Linked DNA regions of Sus scrofa: region 2 is linked to region 1. A link is a contact called in public Hi-C data. All regions are on one chromosome and are shown on one strand. Each heading gives the region's core, a stretch centred on a gene start, on an enhancer-like site or on the middle of the called end of the contact. The rest is flanking DNA. Distances are from core to core; before and after follow the strand shown. Region 1 holds the start of MCM9 (DNA helicase MCM9). Region 2 holds the start of NUS1 (dehydrodolichyl diphosphate synthase complex subunit NUS1).

Region 1 (3,434 bases), core at 8-2,507:
CTAAAGTAGAAAAAGCATTTGGGAAGGAACAACCAATCATATAGCAATCATATTAATCATTCCAACTAATCAAACAGTAACCATCTAATCATTCACCTAATCATACAGTATTCTCATGATGTGGCCTTTGCTTAAAAGAAAATATCTGGAATCCCAAGAGTGGCTATAAGACAATCTCTAAAGTTCTATAAATGCATATTAAATCTGGAGCCACAAATTTAGCAATTTTAAAGGAAGCCTCACATACGGCAGGAAGAGGGCAGCAGCCGAATTCATGGTTCATATTAAGATTTGGCTTAGTCTTTTCGAAATAACATCACTAAAAAACTAGCATTCACTTTCAACATCTGGGCACAACTGTTCCAAGCAGTTTGCTAACCCTAGAAACATGCTCACCCAGATTTAGACTGGTGGCAGTGTTTTGCAACTTTCAAGTTCCTTTTCCTTTTGACTATTTGAAGATAAAATAAATAAGGCCAAGTTTTGCTACTGTATCCTCTAAGTAAAGTAACGCGCCAACGAAAAAAAAACCTGGGAGTACTCAGACGAGCCAACCTCTAGCTAGATCACAGGGAATCGCAGCCTGCCCACCCGCCGTACCGCCCTCGGGAGGGAGCCACGCCCCTCGAGCCCTAAGCCCCGCCCAAGTAGCACCGCCCCTTCCCCGCCCGCCAGCTTCTTCGCCGCCGGCTCCCCGCGGGCGCTCAGCAAATGTGGAGTAGAGTTGTGCCGAGAGAACCACGTTCCACACTTCCGTCTCTGGTCGCAGGCGGTACCCTACAACAACTTATCAGGTCTCGGACACTTCCCAGGCTCGGCTACGGGCCGTTCTGTCGCCGGCCTGGTCCTGGAGTTCATTAGTTTTGGAACTAACCAGGTGTGGGTGAAACCTGGGATGCCCTGCAGGAGAAATAAATAATGGTAAAACGAGGCAGCGGTCTCACTTACTGGCGGATACGCGGAGTCAGAAGTCCCCGGGAGAACGCTGCTCCCAAGGCCGAGGGGCGAACAGAACTCAGGCCGAGTGGTGGAGTCGCGCCGGGGCTGGAGAGGCGGGAGGAGGCCCCAGATGGGGGCGGGGCAGGGCCGCTCCAGGCGCAGTCGGCCGCGGGGGCGCGCAGGCTCCGGCGGGCCCGCCTCGCGCCCGGGTGAGACAGAAGCCACGCGGGCGGCTCGGTCGGGCCCGCGCTCCCGACGGACGCCGGGCCGCGCACCGCCTCAACTTGGCGGCTCTGGTGGCTCTTCCGGTGAAGAAACGGGCGGGCGCGCGCCCCGCCAGGCGCCGTGGGAGGAGAGAGGCGGGGCGGGGCGGGGCGGGACTGGCTGGGAGGGTCCCGGGCGGGGCAAGGCGGGGCGGGCCTGGCCGGGAGGAAATCCACCCCCCCCACCCCGGGCGGGCCGGCGGAGCGGGCGCCGGGGAGGGGCCGGGCTGTGCGCTGTTCTTGAGAGGTTGTGCGGTTTGAGCTAAGATATCTGCCAGACTTAAGCCCACAAAGATTTTCGCCCATGTTTTCTTACAAGAAATTTCAAAATGAAATTTTTATGTGTAGGTCTATGATCCATTTAGAGGTAATTTTGAGATATGATGCAAAGTACGGATCTTGGGTAACTTTTTGGCATGTGAACCATTTATGGAGAGAACTTTTTCCACTGCATAGCCTTTGCACCTGTTCAAAAATCAGTTGTCCTTATGTATGTTGGTCTAAGACTTAAATTCTGTTCCCAGGTTCTCTCGTTTATGAAAACACGACGTTGTCTTAATTACTCTAACTGTAATGAGTCTTGAAATCAGATAGTATTTGGCTTCCAATTTTGCTCTCTTTCAAAGTTGTTTGGGCTCTTCTGTTCACATATGAATTGTAAACCCAGCATGTCATTTTCTGTTGAAAACCTGGGATTTTTGTTGGGGTTACATAGAATCTCTAGGTCAATATGGGAAGAATTTACTTGATCATTTATTTTGGTGTTATATAATTTCAACAATGTGTGATCTTTTATCTCTCAAATTTATCCCAAAAATCATGAGGAAAGAGGAAACATACTTTTGATGCTACGAATATGATATTTTCAATTTCTGGTGGTTCTTTTCTAGCATGTAGAAATACAATTGATTTTTAAAATTTTATTAAATTTTTAATAATAAAATTTATTTTTCCTAGCAAAATTGAGCAGGAAGTACAAAGATTTACCACATAATCCTTGCCCCCCCCCCACACACATATACAGTCTCCCTCACTATCAATATCCCTTTACCAGAGTGGTGCATTTGTTAGAACTAATGAACCTGGATTAACACCTCATCACTCAAAGTCCATGGTTTATAGTAGGGTTTGTTCTAGGTGTTACACATTGTCAGTTTTGACAGACATATAAAATGTATCCAGCACTGTAGTGTCATGCAGAATAGTTTCAAGGCCCTAAAAATCTGTGTTCTGGTTATTCATCCCTCCCACCCACCTAAGCCCTAGCAACAACTGATCTTTTTTTTACTGTTTCCATAGTTCTCCAGGATATCATATTGTCAAAATCGAAATCGAAATCGTATAGTATGTTGCCTCTTCAGATTGGCTTTTTCACTTAGTAACATATATTCTTAAATTATGTTTTTTCTTTAAAAAAATTCCTTATACCTTTCTACGATTGGCATCTCATTTGTTCTTGGCACTGAATGATATTCCATTGTCTGGATGTACCACATTTTATTTATCCACTTACCTATGGAAGGACATTCTGGTTGCTTCCAGGTTTTGCCAGTTGTAGATAAAGCTGCTATATATACCTGCATGCAGATTTTTGTGTGGACCTAAGTTTTCAGCTCCTTTGGGTAAATACCAAGGAGCATGATAGTTGGATCATCTGGTGTGGTATGTTCAGTTTTGTAAGAAATTACTAAAATGTCTTTCAAAGTAGGTGTACCATTTTACATTCTAACCAGCCACGAATGAGAGTTCCTGTTGCTCCGCATCCCTTCCAGCATTTGGTGTTATTTTGAATTTTAACCATTCAAAAAGGTGTGTAGTATCTCATTGTTGTTTCGATTTGCATTTCTCTGATGAATATGATGTTGACTATCTTTTCATGTGCTTAACTTTTATCTGTATATCTTCTTCTGTGAAGTGTCTATTCAGGTCTTTTGCCCATTTTTTAATCATAGTCCTTGTTATTGTTTCTTAATGTTGAGTTTTAAGTTTATCAGATGTGTCTTACAAATATTTACAAATATTTCCTCCCTCAAATGTGACTTGTCTTCTCATTCTCTTGACATTTTTCTTTTACAGAGCAGATTTTTAATTTTAACTAGGTCTAGCTTATCAATTGTTTTTCTCATGAATTGTGCTTTCGGTGTTGTATTTCAAAAGTCATCACCTCAGGGCATCTAGATTTTCTCCTATATTCAAGGACTTTTATAGTTCTGTGATTTACATTATTTAGGT
Region 2 (3,176 bases), core at 112-2,611, 1.0 Mb before region 1:
AATGGGAGCAACCCCTGGGCATTGTCATTCCTAGCCTACTAGATGCCAAAGAAGAGAAGTGGGCTTCCTTCTCTTCCCGGAGTTCCCGTCGTGTCTCAGGGGTTAACGAATCCGACTAGGAACCATGAGGTTGAGGTCTTGCTCAGTGGTAAGGATCCAGCATTGCCGTGAGCTGTGGTGTAGGTTTCAGACGCGGCTTGGATCCCGCGTTGCTGTGGCTCTGGCGTAGGCTGGCAGCTACAGCTCCGATTGGACCCCTAGCCTGGGAACCTCCATATGCCTCGGGAGTGGCCCCCAAAAGGCAAAAAGACAAAAAAAAAAAAAGAGAGAGAACATCAGAGAAATGTGGCAAGTTGTCAGCTGGGGATGGGCGCGCACGCGGGGGCAGGGGTGTCTGTGGAGTATGTAGCCTAATTTCTTTCTTTCTTTCTTTCTTTTTGCTTTTTAGGGCCGCACCTGTGGCATGCGGAAGCTCCCAGGCTAGGGGTCCAATCCGAGCTACAACTGCCGGTCTATGCCACAGCCACAGCAACGCCAGATCCTTAACCTACTGAGCGAGGCCAAGGACAGAACCCGAAACCTCATTGTTCCTACTCTGATTCATTTCCACTGTGCCAGGACAGGAACTCCAGATTGGCTGTGTAAAAACGATGATACCACACTTTACATCAAACAGAGATGGTGGCTGAGGTCAATCGAGCTGGTAGTTACAATCGCTGAATGAATGAATGAATGAATGAATGAATGAAATGACTGGAGTGACTGGAGTGGCAGGCGATGGAGCTCTCTTTTAAGTACTAAGCAATGAATAGCCTGTAAGGATACCATTTGGCGAGGAATGGCGTGGGCAGAAAGCAGTGTTTCAGGAAGATTACCTTTAATTCAGGAACAATATCCTCATTGCCATTCTTGGAAGAATTAGCCTCAGCTAAAAGGTTTGACCAAAGACCTCTCTACAGGACACACTTTTTTGCCTCAGCATACATTTCCTTTTGGAAACCGTGGTTGACCTCCAGCACCAACACTTACTGAGGGCTACTTTTTTACCCTCAGGTTCTTTCCGGCATTTAAAATTTCCAATCCATCTGAGCCATTTTCACTCCATGGGAGCCGTTTCCCGTTTCTGGCGAGTCTGCGAGAACAGACAGTATAATAAGACTCCCAGGACCCAACACCCAGTCCAACTAAGAAGACCCGCTCGGGAGGGGGAGGGTGGGATCCTGCTCCTCACCCTCCACACTTGTAGGGGGCGCTGTCCGTCCTCCGCCCATCTAGTTCGCAGGCGCACGCCCTCCCTCCAGTCGTCAGGCTAGGCCACATCCTCCGACCTAGAGGCCGCGTCAGAGTTCCACGCCGACCAATCAGAACTGTCCATGTACTAGCTGGGGCGGGGCTGCCGAGGTAGGAGGAAGATGGCGGCGGGGGCGAGATGAGGTGTTGGCAGTAGAAAGGGGTTCGGCTGCGGGGGGCGGGGAACGCGGAGCAATGGCCCGCGCCGGCCGCAGGGCCGGATAAAAAGCGGTCGCGCCGCGGGTGTGGGAGGGAGAAGGGAGGACGCCCGGGCGCCACGAGAGTATGACGGGGCTGTACGAGTTGGTGTGGCGGGTGCTGCACGCTCTGCTCTGCCTGCACCGCACGCTCACCTCCTGGCTCCGCGTTCGGTTCGGCACCTGGAACTGGATCTGGCGGCGTTGCTGTCGCGCCGCCTCCGCCGCGGTCCTAGCGCCGCTCGGCTTCACGCTCCGCAAGCCCCCGGCTGTCGGCCGGAACCGCCGTCACCACCGGCATCCACGAGGGGGGTCGGCCTCGGCCGCCGCCCACCCACGACTACGCTGGCGCGCGGACTGCCGTTCTCTGGAGAAGCTGCCTGTGCACATGGGCCTGGTGATCACCGAGGAGGAGCAGGAGCCCAGCTTCTCGGACATCGCAAGCCTCGTGGTGTGGTGTATGGCCGTGGGCATCTCTTACATTAGCGTCTACGACCACCAAGGTGAGGCCTGGAGTGGCGATGCCGGGGCGTCTGTGGCCACAGGGACCGCACCTCCCGCAGGTGTACTTGGGGCGCGCCGTTCACCGCAGTTCTCCCGGCTCCGCGAGTTTACCTGTTCCGAAACTCTTAAGGGCAAATTAGGGTGCTAGCGCTTTCGAGGAAGGGAAATAGGCTTAATTGCACACCTATTAAGTCCCTGATTCGCTTTCAGTCGCTTTCTGTGTATTTAAAAATATTTCTTATTCGTTATAACGTCTCAAGAAGGTGGGTAATGTTTGTATACCCTTGTTTCACAACTGAGGGAGCCGAAATCAACAGAACTCACTGATTTGACCAAAGTTAGAAAGGTAGTAATAGGATTGAAATTTTAGCCAGTCTGTGCTTTTCCTCAGTTTTAGCTTTTTGTTACACCGATGTGGTTCTTCAGAGAAGCTCAAGGCACTGTTGGTAAATCACAGCAAGCTGAGGAGGATTTATGTCTAAGCTCAGTGGTTGGGGACAGGTGGCATTTGAAGTGGGCTTATGAAAAGTACGTGGGAGACTGGATAAGAAGAAAGGAAAGTGGTCACTTTCTGTCATCAGAGGTCTGGGATGATGTGGGATCCTCGATCTCTAGTGGCCAAGGCAGTACTTGACACAGTAATTGTCCTCCCATAAGTTTTAGTTGAGAAAATTTTCACCATAGGGAATTTCTGCAGCTACAAAAATTCAACATTTATGGGGAAGCTACAAATCTAAACCACAGTGCTTGGCATCTGCTTGAGATTCTTACATTTAATTCCAAGGACTCTAGACTTGTGGGGAGTAGACACACACTCACATGAGTGGCATGCTCAGTAATAAATGTTAGGAGTGAGTAACTGCTGTGAGAAGGGGGAAGAGAAATTCTGAATGGAGGAACTTGAGAAGTTAATGGAGAGGAGAGGAGATTTAAGCCAGACATTGAAAGAATGAGTAGGAGATAAGGCTGGGGAAGGCTCTGAATGTTAGCTTGGGTTTCAGTTAAATCCTGAAAGCACTGGAAATTCCTAAGAGGGAAGAGTGATTTAGGAGTATTGGTATGAAAGAAGGAAAACTAATGTTTTAGTTTTTGTTCAATAAGTTACTGGTGTGCTTTGCAATTTGGTTTTTAATCTTTAAATCTTTGTCAGATAGGCAGGTGTAAGTGTGAGGTTTTGTTAGGTTA

What was found. A called contact is a pair of places that touch in the nucleus more often than the background predicts.
Region 2: a contact with region 1 is called in a Hi-C map of liver, with 8 times the contacts expected there. The contact joins the promoter of NUS1 here to the promoter of MCM9 in region 1. A contact is called at or near these places in 1 of 47 Hi-C or Micro-C datasets (liver) and 1 of 2 datasets of contacts at active chromatin or transcription factors (alveolar macrophages).

Annotation. Positions count from the first base shown.
Region 1 is chr1:43,169,729-43,173,162 of Sscrofa11.1, reverse strand. MCM9 (DNA helicase MCM9) reads right to left here and starts at 1,257. Exons shown (of 16, transcript XM_003353232.4): 1 at 949-1,257.
Region 2 is chr1:44,184,409-44,187,584 of Sscrofa11.1, reverse strand. NUS1 (dehydrodolichyl diphosphate synthase complex subunit NUS1) reads left to right here and starts at 1,361. Exons shown (of 5, transcript XM_001928072.7): 1 at 1,361-1,990. The coding sequence starts at 1,576.